Regions from separate parts of the Mus musculus genome. Here region 1 is linked to region 2. The links are chromatin contacts, called in public HiChIP or PLAC-seq maps. All regions are on one chromosome and are shown on one strand. The core of a region is the stretch at or near the end of the contact, and the rest is flanking DNA. Distances in the headings are between cores, read along the strand shown. Region 1 has its middle 25 kb from the start of Gm42329. Region 2 has its middle 11 kb from the start of Srsf10.

Region 1 (3,879 bases), core at 1,134-3,633, 270 kb before region 2:
TGATGAGCATGCCCCCCTCACACCATGCACACATATGTGCAGTAATAACTAAAATAAATGAATGTTAATAAGTACAATCCGTAATGGCCCTTCTGGCAGCAACCGTGGTGGCTTGTGTCTTCTGGGGCTCACTTCCTGGCCTCTCTTTTGCTTCTTGAAAATGGTATCCATTGTAGCTACGTCTGACCATGTCCTTAAGTTTTTCTATGACTTGAAGATATACACGTCCTTGGTGCCTGAGGAAGTGAAGACAGGCTGAAAGGTGGCACGCTTCTCTCTGAGCACGGACAAGAATGCTGTCCCGCCGGAGAACCGGGAGAGCCCACAGCTGGTGTGGCCTGCCTGCGCTGTGGGTGATCTTTACCCACCTTTATGGAGATTTGCCAGACAAATCTACCACCAGGATCTCTAGATACAATCTATGTGACCAAGGAGAACAGGAAACAGGACCCTGGTGGTCACCTGAGTGGCATTCCTAAAGAGCAAAACATCTGGGGCCGGGCATAGTGGCGCCTGCCTTTGATCCCAGCACTCAGGAGGCAGAGGCACTCAGGGGGATTATCTATGAGCTGAAGGCCAGTTTGGTCTACAGAGTGAGTTCCAGGACAGGCAGGGTTATAGAGAGAGAGACAGAAAGAGGGACACAGAGAGAGACAGAGACAGAAAGAGCAAGCACAAAATTATCTATATCAGCTCCTGGACCCATCAAGAAGCTGACCAAAACCCAACATGACTTAAAAAGAGTTACAAGATTCCCTGTGAAGACGAGGGAATGATTCCTGAGCCCTGGCAGAGAAATATGTCTGTCATAGGCAGCAGGCATCTGTATGAAAGAAAGTCCCCAGCCTTAGCCTCATCCTCGGGGGCTGCAGCTGCCTCCTTCCTGCCAGACTGGAAGAGCTGGGGGAATCCCTTTCATCTAAGCTGCCAGTCTGGCCTCTTCCCCTTCTCCTCCAGCTCCTACAGTGCTGACCCAAACGATTGGCTTTTTAAGACACTGTCACAAGTAACCCAAGCTGTCCTTGAACCCATGAAATAGCAGAAGATAGTTCGAGTCTCTGATCCTCCTGTCTCTCCAGACAGCTGGTGTTACTGTATGACCACACCCAGTTTTACGTGCTGCTGAGGATGGAACCCAAGGCTTTGCACATGCTGGACAGGAATAATAATAATAATAATAATAATAATAATAATAATAATAATAATAGCTTTGGGAATAGCAGGAGAGATGGACAGTCAGACTCCTACTCTCGTGGAGATCAGCACTGCAGGGCACCAATAGGTAAGCAATGAGATAAATCAAAACGGAAAGGCCCAATGATAAGCTTTTTGTTATTGTCTGTCTGTCTGTCTGCCTGCCTGTCTGTCTGTCTGTTTATTGAGACAGGGTTTCTCTGTGTGGCCCAGGCTCTCCTAGAACTCACTCTGTAGACCAGGCTGACCTCAAACTCACAGAGATCCACTGCCTCTGCCTCTGCTGGGATTAAAGGTATGCGCCACCATCATCAGGCCCATTAAAAAATTTTTTTTAATTAAAAATGTTCACAATCTTATCCATACATAACGTTTTTGATTCTTCATTATTCTCTCTTAGCGCCCTCTACTCCCGAATCCCTCTTCCATCTAACAATCCTTCCGACGTTCATGTCTCTTTTTTAAAACCAGGGAATTTTATTAAAGCCGATTGCTTGAAAATGAATATGGGGGGGCACTTAATTACTTGAACAAGGTTAACTTACCAGTAGTTACATCACAGAGGAGTATGAGTTTTCCTCCGCAGCAATTATTAGCTGTTTAGAGAGCCTCAGACTAGAACAGGACTCACAAGCCCTGCCTCCTATTCTTTCTCTCTCTCTCTCTCTCTCTCTCTCTCTCTCTCTCTTTCTTTCTTTCTTTTTTGGTTTTTTGAGATAGGGTTTCTCTGTGTAGCCCTGGATTTTTTTTCCACTATTCATCATTTTACGGATAAGATAATTAATTGAGGCTCAGAGAGGTATATTGTCTTTTCTGAAATCACACAGCAGAGCTTGACCTACGCTCAGTTGATCCAGAAGCCACAGATTTAACCATTGGCTGAGACTAACTGCTCATGAGGGATGCTAGGGCGAAGATGGCAGCTTGGGTTTTGGAGGAATGCTGACTGAGCTAAGCTGTTGGAGCTGTTCCAGAGGATTAGCCTGAAGGCCCCGTTGAGTGGCACAGGAGGTCTTAGGCTCTCCTCTTCCTGTATTGCTCTGTCATCCTTCCAAACAAAATCCCTCAGGTCCGGGACAGAGAAAGGGAATCGTGACGGTTGGAACCGGGCTGTCGGGAGGCATGACAGCGTCTGCAATCATCTCTGTGGGTTGTGCAATTGAGACAAGTGTTGAGACCATGACTCACAGCTTTGACGTCGCAGAGGAAATTCCAAACAAGGTCAACGAACAGCCTGTGTTCAGAGAGTAGCCATCCCTCCACAGCTGCGGCCACCTCAGGCCCTGACTCCACGCCCCAGTCACTGCCTGCATCTGGGGCACAGATGGAACCTGCCACCCCTCCTGGCTCCAGGCACCCTCCGCTCAGGTGGCTGCTTGAGGACCACCATTCCCTGAGCTGATGCTCTAGCAGAGAAGCCTGGCAGGTCTGGATTCAAGTCATGTCTCAGCGCTCAGCGGCTGGTGCCTTTGGCGCATGTTTCTGGTCCTCTGCATCCTTATCTAAACAGAGACCAGCAAGGAGGTGTTCCCGTGTAATCTCAGCACATACCGTCTACAGCTGGGGGACTGGCAAGTTCCAGACCAGCCTAGGCTGAGTAAGGAGACCCTGCTTCAAAGTAAAACAAAATCCAAAATAAATAAATGGGAGAAGTAGTGGTGGTGGTGGGGGTCTGATGCTCAATCTCCAGGTGGATACGACATCAGGTAGGAGAGGGCAGTGCCCTTGCCTGCTTCGTTCAGAGCTGTATCTGGGATCCCAAAAGGTAATGGGACACAAGAGAAGCGTTAATCGTTTTTCTCCTCTGTAACAAAATAACCGATAAGAGCAACTTAAGGGAGGAAGGATTTCCTGGCACCCAAGCCGGAGGCCACAACGTGTCAGTCACAAGCAGGGTGCAGAGAACACTGGTGCTCAGTCTCCTTCCTCCCCACCCCTACTATGTATTCTCCATGGAATGGTGCCACCTATGGTTAGTGTAGGCCTTCCTATCCTCTTTAAGCAAATATAGAAACTCACTTAGAGATATTCCCAGAACTTCGTCTCCTAGATAATTCTAGATCTCACCCAATCGAGACTCAACACTAACCGTCATATAGACCTTAGTAAGTTTTGAAAAATGAATGAAAGTTTCGGTAGAGCACCCAGCACACAGTAGGTACTCAGGCTCTGGCTATTACTATCATCAATCCCTAAGGAACCTCTACTGTGTGTCCCCCTCCCCACCCCCAGCACTTGGTGGGTCAGTTCGTCTGGGATGGATCCCCAGCCTGGATGTCTGGGCTGTTGGGATTGGGCTGGGCAGGTGATAAAGGTGGAGTGGGTGACATAGCTGCTCACTGGACAGCTCTTGAGATGTTTCACAAGATGGGTTCACCCTGAGCCCAGAGACCTCCTGCTGGCAGCTTTGGGGCTGGACAAACCTAGAAAGGAGAAGGGAATCCTTGCATCAGCCAAAATCCCTGGCAATAATAGCAGAGCCTCAACTTGGAAAGGGGGTTGTTCTGTGGAGACAGGCAAGTGATTATTAACTGGATATTGTTTTTTACTTTTTAATTTGATTTATTTTATGTGTCTGGGTGTTTTGCCTGCTTGTTTGTTCATGCATCACTTGTGTGCCTGGTGCCTACGGAGGTTGGAAGAGAGTGTTAGAGCCTCTGGAACTGGAGTTACAGACGGTTGTGA
Region 2 (4,435 bases), core at 1,195-3,694:
GAGAGAGAGAGAGAGAGAGAGAGAGAGAGTTAGTTGCTGGTGTTCAGTCCACAGCCCCAGCGCATGGCAAGGTGGCATAGGTAGATGGCATGACCTTTCTAGTAGGTCTTTACTGTCAATCGAACCTTTCTGGAAGGACTTCCACACCCACACCTGGATGTGTGTTTTCCACACTCACACCTGGATGTGTGTTTCCATGGTGATTCTCGATGCTCAGTTATGCTCACAAGAAAGATGAACTGCTACCAGGACTTATCGCCTAGTGATAGTAAAGAGAGCCAGTCTGCTTTCTCCCTCAAAAGCTTTTTAGGGGACTGGAAAGATGGCTCAGCCATTAATAGCACTTATTCCTGCAGAGGACCTGGGTTCAATCCCCAGCACCCATAGGACGGCTCACAACCACCTGTAACTCCATTTCCAGGAGATCTGACGCCTTATTGGATCTCTACAGGGATACAGGTGGTGCCCAACCATGCATGCAGGCAAAACATTCACATACATAAATAAGAGCAAACAAATCTGAAAACACAACAACAACAACCCCCCTTTTTCACTGCTTCATTGAACCCAGGGCCTTCTTCTGTATACATTGAACATATACTTGATCACTGGGCTATACCACCAGCTGCCTTCAAGACGAATTTCACTTCTTATTTCTGTCCGGGAGACAATGGGTCTTTGTGAGAGGGGTTTTTGCCTGCTTTTATGGAGAAAGCATAGGGTTGCTACAATTGTAATAGTTAAGACTCAGGAGTGTAAGGAGTACAGAACACTGAGTGAGCACAGAGTCAGACAGTGCTGATTATTTATCTGCTGTACTCAGCCCCTCCCGCCCACCCACCCACCCGCCTGCCTGCCTGCCTGCCCTCACTCTGCTACGCATCAGAGAAAGACAAACTGTACTTTCCTGGCTCTTGTCTAGCTGTCTTCTACTCAGGTTATTGCTGACAAAAAGCTTTGATGTGTGTGTGTATGTGTGTGTGTGTGTGTGTAATGTATATGTATATATGTGTGTATATGTGTATATGTGTGTATATTTATATATATATGTATGTTTATATGTGTGTATATATGTGTGTGTGCATATATGTGTGTGTATATATGTGTGTATATATGTGTGTGTATATATGTGTGTGTATATATGTGTATGTATATATGTGTGTGTATGTATATATATATGTGTATGTATATGTGTGTATGTATGTATATATGTGTGTATATATGTGTGTGTGTGTATATTATATGTGTGTGTATGTGTATGATATCCTTTCTGCTTCTGGATTCTGGTGGCATCTTTGGTAGCAGAGATAAATGACACTAAGAGTATTGTCTCTAGTGACAATGACATCAATGGATCTGGGTGGTAGCTGCAGGAACAAAGGCTTGAAAATATAGAAATTGGCTTCTGCCAACACAAGCCTTAGGGACACTGTGCCTTTGAGCTTTGGGTAACTGCATAACTGCCTTCCTCCTTCACCCCAGGTCCACTGAGGTTTCGTAGGTATGAACCTCTGAGTGGTCCTGAAGGAAGCAACATAAGGGAAGAATAATTCACTTGGCTCATGGTTTGAGGAAATACAGCCCACCATGGCAGGATGGTTGTCTGAGTCTGTATCCTACTGCTGTGAAGAGGCACCATCACCATGGCAACTCCTTAAAAAGAAAGCATTTAACTGGGGCTTGCTTACAATTCAATGGTTGAGTCCATCATCACCATGTTGGGGAGCATGGTGACGCACAGGCAGACATGGTGCTGGAGAAGTAGCTGCGAGTCCTACAACCATATCCACAAGCAACAGAGAGAATGACACTGGGCCTAATTTAGACTTTTGAAACCTCAAAGCCCCACTACCAGTGAGCCATTTACTCCAACAAGGCCACTCCCCCTAATCCTTCCCATATAGTGCCACTCCCAAATGACTAAACACTCAAATATATGAGCCTATAGGGACCACTCATTCAAACCACTACAATGGTGGTGGAAGTCACCAAGGAAGTAGGTGGTGGGAGTTAGCCTTGGCTGGAGTCTAAACCTATAGGCCTGTTGCTCAGTAACACAATTCCTTCCATTAGGCCCCAAGACTCTATAACCTTCCAAAGCAGTTCCACCTGCTGGAGACCAAATGCCCATTAATGTGAGCCTGTGGGGGACCATTAACATTCAGCCTGTAACAGTACTCTGAGACCCAGTTCATTATTGCTCTCTTATTTTTTTGAGACAGGGTCTCACAGTGTTGTCCTGGATGGTCTCAAAAAAAAAAAAAAACAAAAAAAACAAAAAACAAAAAAACCAAAAAAACCAAAAAAACAAATCAGAGACATCTACTTGTCTCTGCCTCTGGAGTACTGGGATCAAAGGCATGCTCTGCCACACCCTGCAGGTTTCCTTTCTTGAGTGTGTCCTGACTAATTCAACGCCCCTCCACTTCCTCTATTGGCCTTCTGGGACACCTTCCAGCCTTTCCTCCCACCCCACAGTCTCCCTGGCTGAGTCACCCCCTTTTAAACGCTCCTCCAAAGGTGTGCTGTGAGGGATTTTCACTTGAGTTGTTTACAGTGATTTGAAAGGTCTAATCCTGAGCCAGTTGTGGTGCCACACACCCAGGATTCCGGCTTCTGAAAGCCCGGGGCGGGAGCGTTTCCAAGAGTTGGAGGCTATTGTAGGCCACAGACAAGTGAGCATTAGATCAGTGAGCATCATATAGCAAGTCTCTGTCTTAGAAAATGAACTAGGACAGTGGCTGTAGCTCTGTTGGTATTGTGCCTGTCCAGCGTGCAGGAAGCCCTGTGTTTGATCCCTAGCATGACATTAACTGGAATAGACTGGATGTGGTGGTAAAGACCTGCTAGACCAGCACTGGGTGGTGGAGGGAGGAGTCAAGATGATCAGAAATTCAAGATCATCCTCAGCTACAGAGTGAATCAGAGGCTAGCCTGGGCAACATGAAACCCTACCATTGCTGTGATACCAGGCTTGCCTAGACCCTCAGGTACAACACCAGCATTGCTAAACAAATCATTGAAAACATTTGGGGGCTGGCAAGATGGCTCAGCGGGTAAGAGCATTGACTGCTCTTCCAACGGTCCTGAGTTCAAATCCCAGCAACCACATGGTGCTCACAACCACCTGTAATAAGATCTGATGCTCTCTTCTGGTGTTTCTGAAGACAGCTACAGTGTACTTATTTATTAAAGTGAGCAGGGATGACCAGAGCGAGCAGAGGTCCTAAATTCAGTTCTCAACAACGACCCGAAGGCTCACAACCATCTGTACAGCTACAGTGTGGACTCATATATATTAAATAAATAAATCATTAAAAAAAAAGAAAACATTAAAAAAAAAAATAGATGAGTGTGGTAGTAGCACGTCCATAATCCTAGAACTTGGGAGGTGAAAGCGGGAAGATCTGGAGTTAAAGGATTTTTTTTGCTATGCAGCAAATTCAAGACCAGCCTAGCCTACATAAGAGCTTGTTAGAAAGAAAGAAAGAAAGAAAGAAAGAAAGAAAGAAAGAAAGAAAGAAAGAAAGAAAGAAAGGAAGAAAGATGCTTATATCATTTTATAACCAGCTTCTTAGAAATGATTTATTTTTTAATGATTTATTTTATGATTATGTGAGTGGGGAGGGGGAAGGGGTTTGACCACATGATTGCCACTGGAGGCCAGAAGATGGTTTTAGATCCCCTGCTGCTAGAGATCCAGGCTCTTCCCCAACACGGATGCTAGGAACTGAACTTGGCTCCTCTGAGAGAGCCGTACGTGCTCCTCACTGCCAAGCCAGCTCTCCAGCTGCCTTTTCGCCGTAGTATTTCCAAAACCTTTTGCAGTGTCTTTAAAGGGTCTTAGTAACATTAGTAATGGTTTCTTAATTCAAGTGACATTTTTCTATTATTATTACCATGGTTTGAGGAGACTGGATCTCCCTATGGAGTTCTGGTTGTCTTGGAACTAGCCAACCAGACCAGGCTAGCCTTGAATTTAGAGAGATTCACCTGCCTTTGTTTCCCAGGTGCTGCATTGAAAGGTGTAAGCCACCCCTGGCTCCACAGGGACTTTTATTTTTGTTTTTTTTTTTTTTAGGTTTTTCGAGACAGGGTTTCTCTGTGTAGCCCTGGCTGTCCTGGAACTCACTCTGTAGACCAGGCTGGCCTCAAACTCAGAAATCCGACTGCCTCTGCCTCCCAAGTGCTAGGATTAAAGGCGTGCGCCACCATGCCCGGCTTCACGGGGACTTTTAAACTGTTTTTGTCACCGGTTTTGTTTAATGCCAGTCCTGAATCCTAGGGCTGCACTCTTTCACAGCCTTTGCTCTGTGTGGCAGTGCCAGGGTTAGGCTGAGTTCCTTGGAGGATGCAGTCTAGAGTAAGCAGGCTGGCTTCCAAAGCCAACACTCCCAAGAAAGGTTTTTAGTGAAATGTCAGTTTACCTTGAATA

What was found. HiChIP or PLAC-seq counts read pairs in DNA pulled down with a chosen protein or histone mark.
Region 1: a contact with region 2 is called in a FOXA1 HiChIP or PLAC-seq map of pancreatic cancer cells. The contact joins two enhancer-like sites. A contact is called at or near these places in 1 of 484 Hi-C or Micro-C datasets (B cells), 1 of 115 datasets of contacts at active chromatin or transcription factors (pancreatic cancer cells) and 1 of 9 other capture datasets (pancreatic islet).

The regions. Positions count from the first base shown.
Region 1 is chr4:136,115,730-136,119,608 of GRCm38.p6, reverse strand. No RefSeq gene overlaps it. Among named protein-coding and RNA genes, the nearest start is that of Gm42329, 25 kb to the left of the region's middle. Within about 2 kb of position 2,383, at least 131 of the 459 cell types and tissues checked have an H3K27ac peak or open chromatin away from gene starts, as enhancers often do. A contact at or near this core is called in pancreatic cancer cells, where this site is marked.
Region 2 is chr4:135,842,655-135,847,089 of GRCm38.p6, reverse strand. No RefSeq gene overlaps it. Among named protein-coding and RNA genes, the nearest start is that of Srsf10, 11 kb to the left of the region's middle. Within about 2 kb of position 2,444, at least 18 of the 459 cell types and tissues checked have an H3K27ac peak or open chromatin away from gene starts, as enhancers often do. A contact at or near this core is called in pancreatic cancer cells, where this site is marked.